2 separate regions of the Triticum aestivum genome follow, and region 2 is linked to region 1. A link is a contact called in public Hi-C data. All regions are on one chromosome and are shown on one strand. Each heading gives the region's core, a stretch centred on a gene start, on an enhancer-like site or on the middle of the called end of the contact. The rest is flanking DNA. Distances are from core to core; before and after follow the strand shown.

Evidence for each region. A called contact is a pair of places that touch in the nucleus more often than the background predicts.
Region 2: a contact with region 1 is called in a Hi-C map of leaf, with 3 times the contacts expected there. The contact joins the promoter of LOC123063185 here to the promoter of LOC123063182 in region 1. A contact is called at or near these places in 3 of 5 Hi-C or Micro-C datasets (all in leaf).

What each region holds. Positions count from the first base shown.
Region 1 is chr3A:683,124,052-683,130,750 of IWGSC CS RefSeq v2.1, forward strand. It overlaps LOC123063182 (transaldolase), which reads right to left and starts at 5,130. Exons shown (of 6, transcript XM_044486913.1): 1 at 4,839-5,130; 2 at 3,841-4,012; 3 at 3,383-3,733; 4 at 3,012-3,200; 5 at 2,733-2,915; 6 at 2,084-2,608. The coding sequence starts at 4,990. The coding sequence ends at 2,360. It overlaps LOC123063180 (E3 ubiquitin-protein ligase At3g02290), which reads left to right. Exons shown (of 5, transcript XM_044486911.1): 3 at 1-409; 4 at 495-604; 5 at 700-944. The coding sequence ends at 726.
Region 2 is chr3A:683,334,309-683,341,007 of IWGSC CS RefSeq v2.1, forward strand. LOC123063185 (probable glucuronosyltransferase Os01g0926600) reads right to left here and starts at 4,095. Exons shown (of 4, transcript XM_044486916.1): 1 at 3,797-4,095; 2 at 2,769-3,157; 3 at 2,202-2,443; 4 at 1,235-2,094. The coding sequence starts at 3,899. The coding sequence ends at 1,581. It overlaps TRNAF-GAA (transfer RNA phenylalanine (anticodon GAA)), which reads right to left and starts at 645; the gene lies at 573-645.

The sequences.
Region 1 (6,699 bases), core at 3,880-6,379:
GACTCTAGGCCAAGCAACCCAGCTCAAGGAGCTGCGCCATTGGCATCCACTAATCCAAGTACTAATATAACTGAGAGTTCGCTGTCTGAAACTTTTCACCTTGTTTCTAGACCACCCCCATATGACATTGACCCTAGATATGCCCGAGTGCAAAGAGAGGGACTGGTATCAAGGCGTGAAAAGTCTATTAACCTCACGCATGAAGAGTCCCCAGGTCTTAGACGAAATGGCAGCAGCTCTGGTGTCGAGCATTTAGCTGCTCAAAAGAAAAGGAGCAGCACTGATCCTGAGGGTGAACATAAGGTGCGTCGTTCTGAATCGACTAAGAGTCTTTCTGGAAGAGCATATAACAGCAGTTATGCCGTCATCACTTCAGACGACGAAGATGTCTGCCCTACTTGTCTGGAAGGTTTGTTCGCATGTGTTTTTATCTGAATACAGAGGCCATGTTATGGTGTCTGTGAACATTTTCTCACTGCTTACTCATCGTGTAGAGTACACCCCGGAGAATCCACAGATCATAACTAAATGCTCCCACCATTTCCATCTAAGTTGTATTTATGAGTGGATGGAGAGGAGCGACACCTGCCCAATTTGTGGGAAGGTAGGAGATTTCGTGCTCCAGACTTTATATATTCCTACTAAGAAATGCATTATGTCTGCATGCCTGACAGCTCGCATAATCTGTTGGGATTGCAGGAAATGGAGTTCTGCGAGAGCCCCTGAGAGATACTTCCATGCTGGTCGCATCGGGAAGAGCGGGAAAAAGTATCTACAGCATGGGATGCTGGAGAGTCTGTAAATAATACCCTAGTTCTTTGCTGTCGAAAACCTATCTCGTTCTCGGGATCAACTTCTTATGTGTACTCAAGTCAGTCTACCAAAATGCCGTGCTGGATATTTCCTGTATATTGTGAAATGACTATTTCAGCGGTGGAATTTGATAGTACTACTCGCTCCAGATGGGAATATAAGTCGGGCGTGGGTCTTAGGTTTTCGATTGGCTAGTGAAACATGTGGTATGCCAAAAAAAAAAACAATCTTTAGATTCGTCGTTGAATGATTTTCTAGACAAGAGTTCTTTTTGGCATATTACACATGTTTCAGTAGTCAAATTGACGACCTAAAATCATGTACCTGACTTATATTCCCGACCGGAGGGAGTATTTAAAAAAAAATTGTTCAAGCTAATGGGTCCTCGTGAGGGCGTGAAGCACAGCAAATACTCCCTCCGTTCCTAAATATAAGTCTTTTTAGACATTTTTAATGGACTACAACAAATGGATGTATGTAAATATATTTTAAAGTATATATTCATTTATTTTGCTCCGCATGTAGTCACTTGTTGGAATCTCTAAAAAGACTTATATTTGAGAACGGATGGAGTACTACATTGGCTCATTATTGCCGTGACAATAGCCTACTTCACATTCACCACTGTCCGAATCAAGTGTGTGCCCAAGGTGTCATGTGTTTAAGAGTATATACATCTAAAAGTAAAAGAAATACTTTATCAATCTGTGTAAGCTTTCTAGTCTCTGTCTACCTCCCGCCTCCTTTCAAGCCAAGTAGAGGACTTCGACAGACCAACGCTTGACAGTAATAGTTGTGGGCGCAACTTACTTTTCTTCTTCCAAAACGAAGGCAAAAAGATTTGTCACATCAATCAATTAAGCATAAGAGAATTGCTCAGTTAATTGACAGAAAACAGGCAAAAAAACGGTCACGGTCCGCTCTAAGTTTCAAAAGTTCACCCAAAATATATGATCTTCATCGATGTGAGCTGTATAAGGACAATTTTGAGCACGCACATACACCCTCCATCCGAAAAAGCTTGTCCTAAGCTTCAAATCAATGTATCTAGCATTAACTAGAGACAAGCTTTTTCGGACGAGGGAGTAGTTCCTACCGTAGTCCTTCAAATGGCAGAAAGATTAGTTTGGCCTCTAACTGTTATTCTTTAGTTGGATCAAAGTGTCGGATCAAAGTGTCGGTTAATGAAAACAGAACATGGGTCTGACATATTCCAAAACATTACTGAGCTAAGTTGCCAAAATTCTCATAATCTTGTAGAAAGTACGAATAACAACAGCAAGGAGAAATGCATTTCCCAAAGATACACAAATATGGCTCACTTGCTCAAAAACAATTGATCAGAAAACGAATAGCAGTTGCAAGCAACAAGCCTCAGTTACACAATGACAGCCAGGTGCACCTAGAATACAGAGAAGCTCAACCAGAAAACTGGTAGCATTTCATTTCCAAATGGAAGGAGAGAGCCAGCAAGCTGGCATTTTTATTGGGTATCGTTTGATGGCCAGCGCCGGTACCAAACCATTCTATCCGATAATTTTAGCGCCTACAGGTTGGCAGCGGTCTTGAGGGCGTTGCCCTTCTCCTCCAAGCTCGTGAGCAGACTGTCGAAGCTCCCCTTGAAGGAGCTCACACCCTCGTGCTCCAGCTGCTTGCCAACCTCTTCCCAGTCGATGCCCAGCTTCTCCAGGGCACTGTATATGCCCTCAGCTTCTGACACGTTAGCGTCGATTGTCCTAGCAACTGTGCCGTGGTCGATGAACGCGTCCAGAGCTTGGTCGGGCATCGTAGAGACCTGAATGTGCAAAGGGTGGAGAGCAAGTTAGGATGCGCTTAAAAGTTCTGAATATGTAAAAAATGACAAGTCGGTGATTATGATCCCGACAACAAGACGGAGGGAACTTGCTGTTGAAACTCACGGTGTCAGGTCCGATGAGAGGATCGACGTAAAGAGTGTCCAAGTAAGCCGGGTTCTTCACGCTGGTGGATGCCCACAACAACCTCTGCTTCTTGGCTCCCTTCTTCACCAAAGCCTCCCACCTTGGGCCAGAGAATTTCTTGAGGTAAAGCTGGTTTGCTATCTTTGCTTGTGCTACAGCAGCCTGAGAGAAAAAAGGGTGGTTACTAATTCAAAACTTGGATCTTAGTAATTTAGAACACCCTACTACTAGGTGACATAAAACTTCAATTGTCTCTACCTTTCCCCTCAGGGCAAGAGCCTCAGGTGTTCCAATCTTCTCAAGCATTTTGTCGATCAGACTGTCAACTCGGCTGACAAAGAAGGATGCTACACTGGTCACTCGGGATAAGTCACTCAAACCAGAAGCCTCAAGCCCGTCAAGGTAAGCATCAATCACAGCCTCGTATCTTGCAACGGAGAAGATAAGCTGCAGCGACATCAATAAACTTGTGATCAATAGGTTTAGCATCAAAGTATATAACAAGCACAGCAAAGTTTACACTAAACAATATCATAAGAGGTCCAGTGGGAAAAAACACACAGATGATACATTGGCAACCAAGGAGATACTACAAGATAATGATGGCAAAGCCAGAGCTCAGCACTTACAGTGACATTGACGCTGATGCCATTAGCAATGACTTCCTTGATAGAAGGAACGCATTCTGCAGTAGCTGGGATCTTGATGTACACATTGGGGCGGTTGACCACTTTGTGTAACCACTTCGCAGCTTCGACGGTTCCTTGGGTGTCATTTGCCAGCCTAGGAGACACCTCCACTGAAACGTAACCATCAGCCCCATCGGTCTCGTCGTAGATGGGCTCAAACAGTTTGCACGCGTCTTGGATGTCCTTTATGACGAGTTCCCAGTAAGCGCTCTCTGCATCCTTCCCAGCCGATATAAGCTCCTTGAACTGACCGTCATACGCGTTTGATGAAGAGATGGCTTTCTGGAAAATCTGCATATTGTTGGGGACACAAGTCAGCAGGGAACATTGCAGACACATCACACCTGAGCAATCCATATACAGCATATAAGAAAAATAAAATGGTGAATGGTGATTACCGTTGGGTTGCTGGTGACTCCACGGACACCGTTGGCGATGTAGGGCAGCAAATCGGTGACAGGCCGGCAGAGGTTGTCGTACCACGGGGACTGACCCTGTTGCTCATAGAGGTCATGGAGCGTGGTCCTCTTCGTCACGGCGCCGTTCCCCTCCTTGGCGGAAGCCATCGCACTGAAAATTCCATTTCATGAAGAGCAAGAATTAACGTCACATCCAAATGGTTGCCGCATCGCATACATATATGATACAAACAAAATGAACTTTTTGTTCTTCGTTTTCTTTTGGCAAAAGGAACTTTCTATTCATGATCATGATTTATGAGCACTGTAAAATGTTAGCGAACTTTCCATGCATGTTGGCAACTTAGTGTAGTATACCAAGCTTATCCCTATCAATCAAGCAGGAAGATTACCAGAAACAGATGGAAAAACGGGAGGCTACGCTTATCCCTATCAATCAATCAAGCAGGAAGAATCCAGAAGCGACGGCCTGCTCTGGCGTATAGCCCAACCAACCAACCCGGCGGCGCGCTCGCATAGGATACATCGCCGTCAACCACGTAGCGACGAATCCGCGCACGGCAACACGGGCCATCTCGGCCGAGTTGACCGAGACGGCTCGCGAAACCATCCGATCCCGGCGGTCCATCCCCCATCGGACGGCCGCGCACGCGCGCCCAGGCCTCCCTCGAAGGACCTCGAGGCCACCGCGGATCCGAGCAAGGCGATCTACGCGGCGGCGTGGCAGCAGCGCTGCGATCCAACCCACCCACCGCGATTCGAACTATGAAAGCGTGAACAAGACAAAAAAAATTGTCCCAAATCACGGCCCGGCCGCTCTGATCCGACCGGGCCTCGCCGGCGACGCAACCCCAGCCAGTCAGTCGCCTTCCCACGGCGCCGCCGCAGCAGCTGGCCCCCGCGGAATCGCGAATCTTATCAGCCGGGGGCGCGAAGAGGAGGGGAAGGAGGAGCGGATGGTGTGTATAATTTCTCACATGACGGGGCTCCTGGCGCGGGCGGCGAGGGAGACGCGGAAGCGGCGGGCGGAGGGGGCGAAGGCGAGCGCGGCGGAGCGGAGGGGCTGCGAGGGGAGCGGCCCCGCGGCCGCCGGCCTCGGGGCGGCGAGCTTGGGCACGGTGCCGGCCATCGATCGCGGCTCTGCTTCCGACTCTCGGAGGGGTTGGTGAATGGTGAGGGGGACGGCTGGTTGGTCGCCCACGGGGGTTGTTGCGAGGTTTAGCGGAGCGGGGATCTCTCTCTCTCTCTCCCTCCTCCTTGTCCCTGCCGCTGGTCCTTGTCACCGTCAATAAATAGATGCGCCATTTCCAATGCCGTTTTACGATTAGACCCTTGTGGTTTCCGGTATTTGTGGCGTGCCGTGGGCTGGTGAAGGGGCGGAGCAGCCGTGCGCCGGTGGGGGTGTGTACGCGGGGGCATGTGAACGTGCCATGCCATGATCCGGTCGCGGAGATGCCTTGCAGTGGCATATTGCCGCTTTGCCTCTCCTTGGCACCACCACTTGTGAGGCCAAGCTAGCAAGCAACGTGTACTCGAAGAGCAACGAAGATCTGCTGGCTAATGAACATTGACGTGGTTTTTCTTCATGCGAAGGGAATCGAATCAAGTCCATCACTTTCTTGCGCCTTCGTTCTAGAAAATGGCGATAGGCTGCAGTTGGAGGCAGGGGATCGAATTAGCTGCTTTCCCCTTGAGAGCGACGATGTGTTGTGGTTGGCTCCCCATCGACAACGAGGGATGCCACGAAGAAATGGCTCTGGGTGAATCATAGTCAATTTTTACCTTCAAGATAAACCAAAGATGGTAAATTTGTCCGTAAAAAGGAAAAAAGGCTAATGAATAGTGTCGTGTCCCGCAAAACATGCGGGAGATGTAGTTGAATTTGTCCACTTTCTTCTTGACAACGACGACGTTAGGTTGGAGTTGCCTAGAGTATGATCGGTAGCACGGAGGAGCGACTTGGTTCAAAAGTAGTTTAGATCTTCAAGAAATATCCAATGTTGTGAATTTCTTTCTGTTTCGCCCGCATACGACACATTGGCTTTGTTGTGTTTTCGGTAGCAAACATTTTGTGCATGGATTTCGGTAGCAAACGCCATGTTATGTGGGCCAATTGAGTAGGTCCACCTCTTTTCTCGTTGAAAAGATGTCGAGTTGAAATCGTCTCTCTTTCGACGACGATAGGCCACGGACAAATAAATCAGGGTGATGGATTGCGGTTTAGACCTCTGAAATACTTGTGCAAAATCATACGAAATTGGTGTGAAAATGCAAAAGAGGCTAAAAGTATATGCAGCCCTACATACAAGGAGAGAGAAAAGCAGGTTGTCAATGGAGCACAATGATGGGTTGGTGGCGTTTATGACGGGGTTGTTGACGATGTTAAGCCCGACCCCAATATTACCCTTATCCGGACCCTAAAAATGTCATCATCAAAAGATAAGCGGGTGACATAGTAATACTATTGTTATCACAACTTAATTAACACGGTGTTCCTAAACTCAGGTAGGTCCCTGGTCCTCGTATCTCCATGATCCGGTCGTGGAGATGCCCTGCAGTGGTATATTGCCCTTTTGCCCCTCTCTCTCACACACACACACCGCTCCTTGGTTTGAACCAATTAAGAAAACATAATTAAGCTACCACTTGTGAGGAGAGCAATGTGTACTGGTCCAATCCAGTAGCAAAGAGCAACAAGATCAAGTAGCCAATGAACAGTGCATTTTTTTTCATGAGACAGGGAATCAAATCGACCACCTTGTTGCCCCTTCATTCCAAAAAATGGCGATAGGTTGTACTTGGAGGCGGGGGATATAATTGGCCACTTTCTCTTTGAGA
Region 2 (6,699 bases), core at 2,845-5,344, 210 kb after region 1:
GGAGAGGGTGGACGTTAGGCAGTCGGCGACAGGGGTAGGGTGTGTGATGCGCTTCCTTGTTGTTACTGGTGCGATTAGAGGTTGGTGCATCGGTGTGAGGGTTTTCTATATGGGCGGCACTTCACCGGTGGCTTGGTTTGTTTTTTCTTGTTTCCCATACAAGCTTGGGGATAGTGATGGGTAGGAGTTTTGTGGGATTCAACATCAGCATGGTGTTTGGTCGAATAAATAGCAAAAAAACTACCACGGTCGGTGTTAAGGTTTCAAAAAATTACAGTACCACTTAAAAAATTGCTGATACATATCAGTTTTTTCTTAAAAAAGTTTAAACACTGATGCCAGATTATACAAAAAAATTGATATGCTACCTACTTAAAAAATCACTCATACATACCGTTTTTCCTTTCTAACTTTGTCTTAGGGAAAACACTGTTGATCCATTATTTAAACGAAAAAAAGGATACATACCGTTTTTTCCCTTCTAACTTTGTCTTAGGGAAAACACTGTTGGGTAACTTTGTCTTAGGGAAAACACTGTTGACACATTATTTAGACGAAAAAAAGGATGGATGTGCGGTGAGCGTGGATCGAACACGCGACCTTCAGATCTTCAGTCTGACGCTCTCCCAACTGAGCTATCCCCGCTTTGTATTTTAAAATCGATTGTTTCTCTAAAAACTTATAATCACCGATCAGCATGGGCGTTGTGTTGCTCGTAACTGAGGTTTGGGCTCAAATTCTGTTAACCGTCCTTTGTCTTGAATGGTTTGGGCTCACACGGACGCTTCTCGTTGTGGCCCAACCCGGCACTAGTGTACAGGAGCAAAGCGAAGGGCAGGCATATCCTCGACTCTGAAGCCGGATTGAACAAATCTGTAGGTGCTCCAGGCTTTTATACGCTTGCCCATGTTAACAGGGATGCAAACATTGCAGCTGATAATGCTTTACTGCTAAGCATGCATCGATGGAACGTCCAGCCTGCTGCAGCAGCTGGAGCCGTCAGGTACCTGCGTTCCTTGCAAGTTGCATTCAGCATCACTCTAATCTACCTTCATCATCAATGTAAGCCAAGCACATTGATGTTCTAAATAAAAGCCCTGTGGTGTCACATAAAAGATCAAGGTATCAACCAAAGACCAGACAGATACTGTGCTGCCTTCAGACAATACAAACGGCAGGCATGCTCAGCGACAAGCATATCTCTCTGCCTCTGTACACTGGATACAGACTGGTCTGTTGTTAACCTTACTTAATTATTCCCGCCATTACAGATCGGCGTCTATGTAGCAGTATAATACAAAGGTCATGCAATATATATAACACTATGATCCATGATCACCTACAACAGCAGCAGTTCTAAGCACTAGGGCAACAAAAAACAAGGGAACCATGCCATGCCACAACATGGAAGGTAGGCAGGCACATCATCACAACAAAAAGAAGCAAGGTGGTATTAGACAGGAAGGAGCTTTACATTTGATGACAGTAATGGCTTGGCTTGGCTTGGCTTACTCATCAGTCCTCTCATTTCATTCTGACTGAACATCGTCAGCTCATGGTGCCAATGCCGCCGCCGCTACCTACCATGGCTTCAGGTCGCCCTTGGGGCCCTGGGTCCAGTTCAGCGCCTTCTGCCCCGGGGTCAGGTACACGCTCTTGCTGTGCGGGAGCTTCCGCGCCAGGCCGTTCAGGATCTGGTGGAAGGCGTCCCCGGGCTGGGCCGGCTGCGGGAAAAGCATGGCCTGCTTCATCGACGGGTTCGCCAGCAGCCTCTGCTTCCGTAGGATCACCTCCATCGGGATGGAGGTCAGGATGGTGTCAAGCTTGGGGACATCGTCCTCCGCCACGAACACGCCGATCTCGTCCCACGGGATGGCGTCCGCGAAGGGCAGGACAATGTCGTCCGCGATGATCACCGGGATGCACCCGAACACCACGGCCTCAACGAGACGGGGGCTCCACGGGGCCCAGCCCAGCGGGCACAGGCAGAAGATGGCACGCTGCATGTCCTCATAGTAGGTGGGTGGGTGGTCCGTCGAGATGTCGAACAGAGGGTTGTTCTTGAAGTTCTCCCACACCGACGCACGGGCGCCTCTGCATTGCATACATAGAAGGTACGTCAAGACTTTTGTGCCCCAATAATTCATTAAGAATGATGATTATGACTTATGAGGAGTACCACATGTTTCAGATGTGCATACCTTGCATAGTAACCACCCTCGGGATCATTTGCCGTATCGTAGAACAAACCACGGAAATAGACAAAGATGGAGCGCGGGGTCTCTGGGGGTACAAGGTGAGTTTTCATTTTCTGGGGAGGAGCATATGGTGGGATGTTGATTGAGCCCTCCTTTAGGCAGACATGATCCTTCTGCCCAAATGTCTGGACAAGTGTAGCGCGGCGAAGCAATGGAAGGATCCCCCTTTCGATCGCCTTCTCTTCCTGAACCATGGCAATGCAAAATGCATGTCAGAGAAAGATTCTACTAGAACAGAGCATGCAGTTTGTTTCCAAATATCTAAGATAAATAGGTTACATAAGTGAATGAACAGTCATCAAAGTCCGTGGTAGTACAAGTGTGCAAAGCGTGTGTATAAGTGTGCAAAGTACATCCATTCCATGTTTCAGTGGTACTCCCTCCGTAAACTAATATAAGAGCGTTTAGATCACTATTTTAGTTATCTATAAACACTCTTATATTAGTTTACACAGGGAGTAATATGTAAGTTGGAAGATTCAGGTTTCCCATCTGTGCTCTATGACTCACCTGATAATGGAAGCATGCCCCAAAGTCATGTGGCACGACGAAGAAATGATCAGCACCGGCCGTCCGGTTCCAATAGGGCCAGTGCGAGGAGATGAACTGAACCGCACTCCTCATGATCCGCGGGGATTTGAAGGGCAACGGATGACCCCATGGAGTAAGGTCACAGGTCGTGTACACCGGGGTGTAGAACCAGTCGGCCTCCTCCGGGTTCATCGTCCGGATCGCGCTCGACAGCAGGAACCGGTGCATGAATATCTCGGCGGCAAACATGTGGCTGAGGCACCTGGAGTCCTTGGCCACCATCTTCTTGTTGTACTTGGTGGGCAGCTCGTAGACGTACACCTTCAGCCTCCCGACGGGATCATCCTCCAGAACATCACCAGCACTCCCTGAATTTCCATGATAAACATGATGAGAATCAAGTAGTGCCGCAGCACAATCATCATAGCTAAAATTACAGAGCTATGGAACAGCTTGAGTGGGCTGTTGGTAGAGTACATGGCAACGCAACAGACAATTTAGACTCCCAGTCCAGAATCACAGGGAGGTTTAATAATACAGTAATGTCTAAAGTTCGGTGATTGAGGTAGGCGCCCATGCTTATCTACAAAGTCAGACATGCTCTCCCTGGCCTGTCGGTGACCAAAAGTCGGAACATGCCGCGCGGAATAAAATCCTATCGCGGCGAGATCTCGGGACGAACAGCTGATGTGCTGGCCATCACGTCCCGAATTGGTCCAGCGGCCGCAGATCTCATGCCGCCGGCCTTCTTCCCCGGCCTCAACCGGCAGGATTCGGTCCAAAAGCAGCGCCCCCCAAATCAGATCCCAGGCACCGCGGGAACGCACACGGGACCGCGGATTTCTGGGGATCAATCGAGCTCGGTGGCACAAGCATTGCGGCACGGCAGCAGGAAGAAGAACAGTAATAAAGACTAACTACCAGAGCATCAAAGGCTGGAAAGGAAAAGGGAGCATTTTTATGCTCTCTCCAGCTGAATCGCGCATAGGAGAAAGAAAGGCACACACCTTCGATCCTCTCGGTGTCCTGGCCCCTGACGACGACGCCGGAGCAGGAGAGGAGCAGCGCGAGCGCGGCCGCGAGGGCCACCATCGCCCGCGGCTTCCCCATCGCCGCCGCCCGCCCACAGCTCCCCGTGCGCTCCCCTACTCAGCAGCAAAAATACACAGGCAGAGGGTGGGGAGGAGGAGGGAGGCGGGCGAATCTGCTGCCGCGCGTTGGCGAGCAGGGGAGGGAGGGGGCCGGGGGGGAGTCGGAGAGGAGAGGGGAGGGGCGTCGGGTGATAATAATGCGGAGGAGCGAGCGGGGCGGAGGGTGGTGGTGGTGGGAGCCGGCTCGGCCCTCGGTGTCAATGATGAGCTAGCTGTCGGCGGAGCAGGTTGGTGGGACGCTCACCTCAAGTCCTCTCAGGACACACGCGCGCGCGCGCAGTAAATCCAGCGCCACCGTATCTGTAAATGCTACGCGTACCACGGCCCACGTATTTAGGGATGATGAGGATTTATTAGCCAAGCCCAGCACGTTACTAGTGGCGTGCACGTAGTGATTCGACAGGTAAAATGGTACTACTACTATTTTCATTTTAGAAAACGCCCGACTCTAATGATCAAACCAACAGTACACATATATATATACTCTTATAACAAAACTAGCAGTACATGTAGATATATAGACCTAAAAAGGAGAGGTCGATAATGATCAAGGCCACGTTTATGCCGGACCAACGCCCTGAAGAATAATTTGTTGAAGTTGTGGCCGCCGAAAGTTTTTTGTTTTTGGCGAAAACGCCGAAAGATTCATACATCCAATATCCCAATAACCTCTAAAAGAAGCTCCGCTGAAGGTGACACCAATGTAACGAAGTGGGATACTGCAAAGGAAAGTCGCCACTATCACCATACTAACAAAACCCTAACTGTATCGTCAAGAGGTCAGCGTGAATCTACACCAACGAGTCATCGATGCCGCCGCGGCTGACATCATCATAAGTCATATTTTGTTCTCAAACCAGTGCTTCCTGAGATCTCGCCGACCCATCTCTCTCGGCACACGCCGAGGATAGGAGAAGCAATATCTCCGCTCATTCGCCGTTGCGCCGGAGCGATGATAAGGATTCCGAGGAGTGTAACTGCGGCGGTGCCCCTTTGACAAGCAAACGCCATCGAGACTACAACGAGCCAAACACTGCAACCACCGTTCACCTACATCAATCGATCAATGTAAACGAGGGAATTTACGCGATTCGAACGTGGTGTTTTTGCTTGCTGCAAAATTAGTTTCGCATCACTGGTTCACTACAAACTGTGGCGCTTATTTAAATCTCAAGAGTAACATATCTCCTTTCTTTTTATATTCCTACAGTAGGCAATGCGAGAGTCGTGTGAACGGCCGCTCAGTTAGTTGATTAAGCGCGCAGAGGAGGCGAAAGTTAGGCTTTTGCTGGCAGACGGAGACGATGGATGAATCAATCATGCCCGGGAGACGCGGCCGGACGGAGGGAGTACTATTTAAGAGAGAAGAAGCCTGTCCACCTTTCCATCCGTCGGTGGCCATGCATACTTGCCGCACAATCAATCCAACGCCGTGCCGCCTGTCCTCCTCCTTTGACTTCACCTGTCGTCTCCTTCCCGAGCCTGCTGCTCGCTCGTCGCCGTCGTCGGCTGGTGTTGCTCGTGTTCGGCAGGGGTACCTGGTTAGGTAGCAGTACATATACGTAGTAGACTACACGCAGGGGAGTAGGTCGTCGTCGGTGGTAAGAAGACACGTCTTCTTCCCTCTGCGTGTGTTCACAGACTGACAGTTGACGATTTAAACTGGACATGTTTGGTCCCTGGCCTGATAGATACTCTTAAACAGAGGTAGGTTGGGTCGCCCGCCGTCGGTCAAGATTTCAAACAAATTTACACAACACACAAAATCTTCAAAAAATCGGCAAGGAATTCATATTAAGAAATAGGAAACCACGGAAACATGATCCGAATTACGGAAATACGTTTAAAATCCAAAAACACTGAACATTCATTTAGACAAAAAAGAGACATGTTACAAACACTTGTCCTGGTTGCGTTATTGTTATTTTTTCAATTCTCTGACATCCCCATACTCTTGTCTCTTGTCAAGAGTAACTATCATGATTAAACACCATTCTTATTCGTTCCCATCTAGAATGCTTATCATGATTTAACAAGCATTCTTATTCCTCTTCCCTCTCCTATTATCTGCTTCTTCCACAAATATCCTGGTTGGTGACACTACGTGTGCAAAACCACTGCCACATCATGTCATCATCCACCAAACATTTCCAAGCCAGCAAAGAGACCAAAGCTGTGTGGTTTATCAAGTTGACAAGTCATGTCCTATAGGAAGTATAGTATTAAAGTTGGGTCATCAAAAGTATCGTTGGACAAAAAAGGCCTAAGAGAAGAAATACACGAGAATACAATATATACACACACAACAGAGCAATTTTTACAAAACTAGTTTCGCTAGAAAAATATATATATATGGGAGAACCTCTTTTTCCCTTTATAAAGGAAGGCCTAAGGCTGGTCATAGTGGGAGTAACATAGGTAGTAATATAGATGCCACATAAGCAAAATTGGTGATGTGGCAAGTAGTTAATGAGGAGAGACGCAAATAGAGTAACATAATATGTAACCATCACATAGCGGTTTCCAATGCATAATGAGTCTACAAAGTAATAAATGAAGGCAACTATGTTACCACACATATGACACTACCCACTATGAAGGTAGTAACATAGACTAGTAACATATGTATGTTACTAGTCTAAGTTACTCTCCACTATGACCAGCCTAACAAAAGTGAGCCATGGCACAAAAGTCATGACATCGACTCTCATTTTTCATAGGAGCCAACAAACATCTGTTGGCCAATTCGGTCACATGTC